Regions from separate parts of the Sus scrofa genome. Here all the other regions are linked to region 2. Evidence: chromatin contacts called from public HiChIP or PLAC-seq data. All regions are on one chromosome and are shown on one strand. Each heading gives the region's core, a stretch centred on a gene start, on an enhancer-like site or on the middle of the called end of the contact. The rest is flanking DNA. Distances are from core to core; before and after follow the strand shown.

What was found. HiChIP or PLAC-seq counts read pairs in DNA pulled down with a chosen protein or histone mark.
Region 1: an H3K27ac HiChIP or PLAC-seq map of alveolar macrophages shows a contact between it and region 2. The contact joins two enhancer-like sites. A contact is called at or near these places in 3 of 47 Hi-C or Micro-C datasets (embryonic fibroblasts, retroperitoneal adipose tissue and subcutaneous adipose tissue) and 2 of 2 datasets of contacts at active chromatin or transcription factors (alveolar macrophages and skeletal muscle).
Region 3: a contact with region 2 is called in an H3K27ac HiChIP or PLAC-seq map of alveolar macrophages. The contact joins two enhancer-like sites. A contact is called at or near these places in 2 of 47 Hi-C or Micro-C datasets (embryonic fibroblasts and fetal heart ventricle) and 1 of 2 datasets of contacts at active chromatin or transcription factors (alveolar macrophages).

The regions. Positions count from the first base shown.
Region 1 is chr6:153,433,007-153,435,706 of Sscrofa11.1, forward strand. No RefSeq gene overlaps it. Among named protein-coding and RNA genes, the nearest start is that of FGGY, 220 kb to the left of the region's middle. Within about 2 kb of position 1,340, at least 34 of the 83 cell types and tissues checked have an H3K27ac peak or open chromatin away from gene starts, as enhancers often do. A contact at or near this core is called in alveolar macrophages, retroperitoneal adipose tissue and subcutaneous adipose tissue, where this site is marked.
Region 2 is chr6:152,815,656-152,818,355 of Sscrofa11.1, forward strand. The region is part of intron 14 of FGGY (FGGY carbohydrate kinase domain-containing protein); the gene reads right to left. Among named protein-coding and RNA genes, the nearest start is that of HOOK1, 110 kb to the left of the region's middle. Within about 2 kb of position 1,411, at least 19 of the 83 cell types and tissues checked have an H3K27ac peak or open chromatin away from gene starts, as enhancers often do. A contact at or near this core is called in alveolar macrophages, retroperitoneal adipose tissue and subcutaneous adipose tissue, where this site is marked.
Region 3 is chr6:153,405,313-153,408,134 of Sscrofa11.1, forward strand. No RefSeq gene overlaps it. Among named protein-coding and RNA genes, the nearest start is that of FGGY, 190 kb to the left of the region's middle. Within about 2 kb of position 1,454, at least 3 of the 83 cell types and tissues checked have an H3K27ac peak or open chromatin away from gene starts, as enhancers often do. A contact at or near this core is called in alveolar macrophages, where this site is marked.

The sequences.
Region 1 (2,700 bases), core at 90-2,589, 620 kb after region 2:
TCTACTTTCCAGTAAATACCTGCACCTTCTCCCTAAGATGTGCAGAGTATCTTTTATTTTCCCTTTTAGATCTATACTCCAGCTTTCTCCATTTGCTCTGTGCCCAGGAGGTTGGCCCATGGAGATGGCATTAGTGGATTCTTCACCAATCAGGAGCTTCAGAAGGAGAGAGGGAATGAGTTCCTCGTTGTAAGTCCTCTGGACCTGGCCATGACCCTTGCTGCTCCTCTTAAGGTGGTTGGCTCTGCAGGACTCTCACTCCCCTTGTGGCAAATGTTTGGCAACTACTAAGCTCCTGTTTCTCCCTTGTGATTCTTCCACATCTGTAGCTTTGCAGATAAGCCCTCCTCTGAATACACTAAGTGGATGGGCCATTGAGACCCTGACTGGTACACACTGACCCAGCGCAAACTCCAGGGAGCCCTTTGCAGGCACCTACCTGTTACATCACAGTGCTGTCTGTCTGCTTCCTTCTCTGCCCCACCAGATTGCTTCATTTCACTTTGTTTTAAGTTGCCCACCCACATTTAGTGATCAGCCACTGCACCCTGGGCTGTGGTCTAGAATTTGCAGATTCTGGTTAATAGATGATCATTCCCGACCTTGAAGATGCCCTCTCTCTAGTGCCGGAGATAAGGCCTGGGCCCTGTTTGTAGCTCTGCACCCAGGACAAGTTCAGAGTCTGCTCATGTTCAAATCCCAGCTCTAGCACTGACGAGCAGTGTGATCTAAACAAGTTCACCTCTCAGAGCCGCAGTTTCCTCATCCATAAATGGAAATAACAGCAGCTACCTCAGAGAGTGCTTGTAAGGAATAACGAAGCACTCCGTAAGTGTCCTTATTATTATTACAGCAGGTGCTTAGTTAGTACACATTAAATGATGACTGAATTCATTATCTCATTTGAGCTCTACAGCAAACCTTCTTCCATCCTTCCCTGCTATATGAATTCCAAAGAGACAGCAAGGGAATTCTTTTTTCCTATTTCACAGAAGAAGGAATTGGGAGTGAGTGAATGAAGGAAGGAATAGCTAATCCACTCTGGGAGGAAGGATTCCCCACTTCCTCTCAGAGGCTATAGCTCGGCTGTTTGTCTGAAGAGCCTGGAGCCCTGTGCCCGGGAGAAGTGATCCTGGCTTTCTCTCCAGCTTTCCAGCTCTGGGGGACGGTGCCAAGGGCTCACCTCGGTTCAGTTTCTGTCTAACCCAGTCTGGGTGCAGGTACTTCTGGACTTTGTAAACACTGGGCCTCTGGGCTCTGCCCCAGAAGCCCCCAGCTTCCCAGAACTGGTGGCCCCAGTTCCTGTTCAGCTGCTGCTTTTTCTGTAAGGCCCCTGCAAGCCTCACTGCCCCTTCTGGTAAGTGCAGGAGCCAGGAGGGAGGTTCCACTTTCACATTCGCTACCACACCCACAGGAGGGAGATTTCTCAGTGTGGAGGGGAAATTTCCTTTCTCTTTAGGCCTAACCTCAAGCTCGTCATTTTTTTCTGGACGTGCTTAATTTTCTACTGAGGCTCAGGGCTCTCCCCCCTGCCCACAGCCTCCCTAGATCACAACTTGACTCTGCTGCAGAGATAAGAGAGAACTGTCACCCTGCTGAGCCCCTGCCACAGGCCTGTCCTGGGCTCCAGGGTGCTTTCCATGCCTCCTGATGTGCGCCTTCCCTTGCCCCTATTTTACAGACGTGGGGACTGAGGCTCAGGGCGATGGAATGGCTAGTGTTGGAATGTTCATGTGGGACAACCTGCCCCTTAGAACTTTAGAAGCAGTTGGATGTGGCCACAGAAAGGGAGTCCCCAAATGGAATTAATCTTGGCTGCTCTATCATGTGCTCAGCACTGTTACTTTGCTTCCTGTAATCTGCATGTTTATTTGTGTCCATATTTGTCTCTCCTACTTGACCGTCCCTCCTGAAGGGCAGAGAAGGTGACTCACTCCTGTTGTCCCTGGCCCTGGTGGACACCCTAAGGCAGGAAGGATCTTCTGGTCTGAGATGTGAAAGCAAAGCCAGTGTGTCTGGTGGTGGAGAGTTAGTGGAGGGGAAATACAGGGCAAGGCTGGAGAAAAAAGCAAGACCAGATCACAGAGGACCCTGTAGGCCATGGTGAGGGATCTGCGTTTAATTTTAAGGGCAAAAGGAAGCCACTTAAGGCTTTTGAACAGGGTCCTTACATGTTACAACCAAGTAATCTGGCTGTAGTGTGGAGAACAGATTGGAAAGTAACCGTTGAAGCTCAGTGAGGAGCTGTCCCAGGAGATCAGGCATGAAATGGGGGGGGGGGGGTCTCTCCAGGTCAGGGCTTCTCAGACTGGAAGACCCGTTAAAAGTACAGTTTGCTGGCCTCACCCTAGAGTTTCAGATTCAGTAGATCTGGTTGGGGGTGAGGTGATGCTGAGAATTTGTATTTCTACCAAGGTCCCTCGTGATGTAGATGGTACTTGTCCCCGAGGACCGCTGGGGCTTTGGAAAGAGGAAAAAAAGGATGAGTTAAGAGACAGTCTTGGAGTTCCCGTCATGGCGCAGGGGAAATAAATCTGACTAGGAACCATGAGGTTGTGGGTTCAATCCCTGGCTTCACTCAGTGGATTAAGCACCTGGCATTGCCGTGAGCTGTGGTGTAGGTCGCAGGCATAGCTCGGATCCTGCGTTGCTGGGCTGTGGTGTAGGCTGGCAGCTGTAGCTCCAATTGGACCCCTTGTC
Region 2 (2,700 bases), core at 161-2,660:
TAAGTAGGCAGAAACAAAGGAGATGTTAAACCCTTAAAACTGTGATTTGTTCCGTTTTACAGAGAAATAAACTAAGGCTCAGAACAGCGAAATGATGTTCCTCAAATCAAGTGCAAGTACAGGAGCCTAGGTGTGGTTGGTCCAAGGCCCATATACATGACTTCAGGCTGCAAGCTCCTAGCTAGTCCCCGACTGCCTCTCATTTGCCTATGACTGATCCATATGGTTTCAGAATTTCCCCGTAATTAATGGTGAAATTACCAGGAATGTCTGCATAAACACAGAGACCATCCTGCCAGCCTGGTGTGTTCTGGTCTAAAATGTTATTATTCTGAAAAACATAGCTTCAGGAAAAGAAATAGTTTATAGGGAAAGTCTCCAAGAAATCTTGAAGCCATAAAGAAAGAGATTCACAGATGTCAGTAAAGGAAAATTGAAAACTTCTGGATAAGACACTATAAGCAAAGGTAGATGATGAGGATCCTATTACAAGAAAAACTTCAATATATACGACAAAGGACTGAGGTACAGAGCACACGAAGAACTCCTCTAAATCTGCAAAAGAAAGACAAAAAACCCTATAGGAAAATGAAGAGAGGATCTTAATAGGCCATTGACAGATGACAGACCGAGGATATAAAGAAAATGTTCATTCTTACTAGCAACAGGGCAGAGGCAAAGGAAAAGAACATAAGCAGTCATTTTCTGCCCAAGACTTTGGCAAAAATGTTAAGCGACTGACAATACGCAGTGTTGGCAAAGGCAGAGGGGCACCGTTGGCAGAAATACAAACTGGGCTGGCCTTTATGGAGGGCATTTTGGCCATAGCTAAGACAATTTCAAGCGCACGAATCCTCCCAGAAGAAATTTTATTTTTTTGTATCTCTCCAAGAGAACTCTTCACACATGTATGTAAAGAACCATACCCAGGATGATCCTGGCATTGCCATATGCAAAACTAGATACCAAACACAGTCTAAATGTCAATCAATAGGACATAGGTTAAGTAACTTTTTATAAATGCAGACTCTGGAATTACCACCCACAGGTAATAGACATAGGGCGGCTCTATATGCACTGACATCCTCCCGACAGCTAATAAGTGAAAAAAAACCTTGTGGAGCAATTTGCACACTATGATCCTAGACGCTCCCATACATATGTCTGTGAATGCATTAACAAGGTGAAGAAGACATACAAAACAGACAGTAACGATTCCCTCTGGGATCAGGAGAGGCTTGTGCCTTTTGCCTTTTACTCTGAATTTCTATGTCGTCTGCGTTTTTACAGTGTAAGTGTATTTCTACCATTGTTCACTATCTAAAGAGAAGCGAGTCAGCCAAAGAGACAGAGACACTTGCCTTGTGTTCGGGGTTACATCCTGTTCGCGCAGGATTGAGAAATACTCTGACCCAGGGCCGCGTCTCCCTCCTCTGCGGATGGGAAGAAAGCAGCTCATTTGGAAACTGCCCTCCCCTCTTCTCTCCCTCTCATTTCTGAAGGGGCTCGTCTACCTGAACACATGTGGGTTTACACACAGTCCTCACCAGCATGTGCTGACTCAGAATAACCACTGCCTAGGTTAGTTCACCACCTGAGAACTTTTGAATCACTGAACAAAGAGATTCTTGTCACCTTGGTAAAACTCATACACAATCAAACCCCAAAACAAACTCCAACAGCAATAACAAATTGTCGGGTCTCCTGAGCAGAAGACTTGATTTAAACCATGGGGTCCAATGGGCACAGATTGGACGTACAGCTCCAAAAATAATGGCTCTGCTAGCCTAAAACATATCAGATGTTCCTTTAGCCTTAGCTCGCCCAAGACATAAACTATGTGTTCAGGGGAAAGCAAAGTCAAATGACTCATGACAGAGTTTGTTTTTAGTATGAATTATTTTTTCTGGCTCCTTGCTTTTAAAGACGGATCCTTTTCAGATGGGTAGAAGCAAGGACTGCTGGGAGCTGGGCTCTTGAGCCTAGCCCATTCCCACCCCCCACTTCTGAAAGCTGGAAGCGGATGCCCTGAGAAGGAGAGTTTATTTCCCATATGATCACTCCCACGATGCACTGCTGCTGCTTTTTTTTTTTTCCTTTCGAAACAAGTCAGGCAATGGCAGCCTGAGTGAGGTGGGTGAAAAACACTAGATCTGGAGCCTGAGAGACCTGAGTTCTGATTCCACTGCTACCATTTGTGAACTGCTTGCCACAGGGAATGTCACATGACTTCTCTGGTCTCTGGGCTGCAGTCTGAGAAGAATTCTGAGAAGAGTAAGCACCACTTTAGATTGTGGTGGGGACTCAATGAGGTAACCCAAGCAAAGTGTGTGCCTCACAGGAGACACTCAGTAAACAGCAGGGACAGGACTCCTCAAGGCAGACAGGGTTCTGTATACCTCAGCATCCCTAATGCTCATCTGAGAACGAGGCAGCAGGTATTTGAGGAAGGCAGGCAGCAATGCACTTGGTACTTATGATATGCCCGACACTGTTCTAATCGCTTTATATGGATTATCTCATTTATCTTTACAAATAACACAGGAGGTTATTTACTATCCACACTGAGACACAGAGAGATTAAGAACCCTGACCAAGGCCACACAGGTGGTCAATCGAGGGCCTGAGAGCTGAATGCTTGCGGGATGGCTTTAGAGCAGGAGGCGGGGAGGGAAGACAGCAGACCAGAGGCTCCCTGCA
Region 3 (2,822 bases), core at 204-2,703, 590 kb after region 2:
GTCACCTACAGATGATTCACATGTACATTTTTAAAGTTCAAGCACAACTGGATTAGGCAACTTTGAATAAAGAATAATCCGTCAAAAACGCTTTTAAAAAAATGAATAGACTTTATCTTCTAGAGCAGTTTTAGGTTTACAGAAAAAACTAAGTTCCCAAATACCTCTTCCCCCGCCTACAGAGTTTCCCCTATTATTAATGTTCAGTTAATTAGACAAAGAGGTCCTTAGATGGAGGTGGTTCTAAGGCTGTGGCAGCCTACTTAAGCAAAGCCAAACCTAACCTATAAATGAAGGCTAAGAACTTGAAACCAGAAGACAACCAATCACAACTGGCCAGCTGGGCTCCCCCAAATAAGGCAATCACTAAAGCCATAGCGAGTCAAATAATTCCCTTGCTTTGCTTCTGTGCCTTCTCTGTGAAAGTCCCGCCCGCTTCCATCCCCCAGCTCCTGTTGCTGGAGCCTTTCTGACCATTTCCAATTTGGCACCACACTGTTAGAAGAGGTGTTTCTCTCCAATAAACTTAAGATTTGTAACGTGATGTAGTTTGTCTTTTAACATTAACATCTTGCATTAATATGGTACTCTCGTTACAACTGATGAACCAATATTACATTATTCCTTACTCAAGCCCATAGTTTATATCAGGGTTCACTCAGGTTGCACATACTATGTCTTTTGACAAATGCATAATATCATTGCAATACCTTACAGAAGAGTTTCACTGCCCTAAAAATCCCCTATGCTCCACCCATTCATCTCTCTCTCCTTTCCTCTGGACCTGGGCAAACACTGATCTTTTTATCATCAAATATCCTTTTGATTTGCCAGAAAATTAATACAAATTCTTCTATTAATACAAATTCTTCCATCAAGACAAGAGTGTTTTTCAATAATGAAACTGATACAGAGGTTAAATGACTTGTTCCAGGTCACCGAACTAGTAAGGGCAGGAGCTGGGTTTTCAACCCAGGTCTAACTCCAAATCTCTCTTCTCTTCACTAGGCCAATATGGCCAGGCCCTTTCTTAGAAGAGAAGACATTTGAATGTCTGTACTGTAGGAGAGATCCAGAGGTTTGGGGAATAGTGTTGCATGTAGTGGGGTAGGAGGTGGGCAGGTGGGGATATAGGAACTATCTGGCCTAAGGAGGTTCCCAAGAATTCCTAGCAGGTACTGTAGTGTGAGCTGTGGCTGAATTTGCAGACTGGATCTCCCCATACCAGCTGCTTCTGCATCTCACTCAAGCCAATTATGATTTACAAATGGGAGTGTAGAAATGCTAATAACCCTAACTGGGCTCCCTAATTACCGCTTAATCAACTGCTAATGGGTGTTAGCTGCCAGCCAGGGTAGCTGATAGGGCTGATAGGGCTCCAGCTGGCCAAGGTTAAAGGGAAGCTCTTGTTAGTGTCACTGGCCTCGAAAATAGAAGGAAGCCATGGGGTGGGTGGAAAGTGTCTTCTTTTTCCTTTCTTCTGCATTTTTGTCTGGATATTTTGTCGCAGTCATGAGGCACTGGGCAGCAAAGGTCTTCAGAGGAGGTAAAGAACCAGAAAAGGCCAAGAGTGAGAAATTAGCGAGCAGAGGAGGCTGGACAGTCGACAGGTGATTATTGAATGCAGACAAGTGTGAGGTATTGTGCTGAGTGCTGTCATCTTAATGTTGTGACAGTCAAGGGTTTTGAGGGAGCAAAAGGGGGCGAGGAAAAGTGAATGTGTAGGGAAGTGACCCTGAGGAACACGAATGGGAGAAGTCATGAATCAGAGGCATCTGAGGTTTGGCAAGAAAAAAAGAGAACACTAACTTTTATAGAGCGTGTCTAAAAATATTTGTTAAATGAATGATATCAAATTAAACAGTCTCTACATAAGACATTTTAACCTATGACATGCCCAACATATGGCATCCCCCACAATGACCATCTTCAGTAGAGGTTTACCATCCCTATTTCACAGATACAGAAGTTAGGATTCACAGGGGTGAAGGGTCATCCTCATGGTCACGTTGATAACACGTAGCTCTGCTCTTTTCCTGATTGCAAGGCTTAGCATTTTTAAACAGCTTTATTGAGATATTATTGTCATATGGAGTGTATATATTTAAGATGTGCAACTTGATATTTTGATATATTTATAATGTTGTGGGGGTGATCACCATAAAACAGTTCATTTTATCATTTCTACATAGTTACCATGTGTGTGTGTTAAAAGCATTTAAGATTTATCCTCTGAGCAAAATGTGAGTCTACTGTAGAGTACAACAGTGCTGTCATTACCCCACGCACATTAGATCTCCAGAACTTACTCATCTTAGATAACTGAAACTCTGTGCCCTTTGACCAACATCACCCTGTTTCCTCCTCCCCCCGCAACTCCTGGCAACCACTGACCTACTCTCTGTTTTTATGAGTATGACAATTTTTTTATTCTACATTTAAGATTATGTAGTGTGGAGTTTCCATTGTGGCCCCGTGGTAACGAAACCAACTAATAACCATAAGGATGTGGTTTCGATCCCTGGCCTTGCTCAGTGGGTCAAGGATCCAGCATTGCCATGAGCTGTGGTGTAGGCTGGTGGCTACGGCTCCGATGCAACTTCTAGCCTGGGAATTTCCATATGTTGTGGCTGCGGCCCTAAAAAGACCAAAAAAAAAAAAAAAAAATCATGCAGTGTTTCTTTCTTTGTCTTGCTTTTTTCACGTTAGCATAATGTCCTTTAGTTCTTTATCCATGATGTTGAAAATCACAAGGTTTTCTTCCTTCTTTTAAGGCTGAATGATATTCCATTGTGTATTTATATATGTACAGTTGGTTTTCT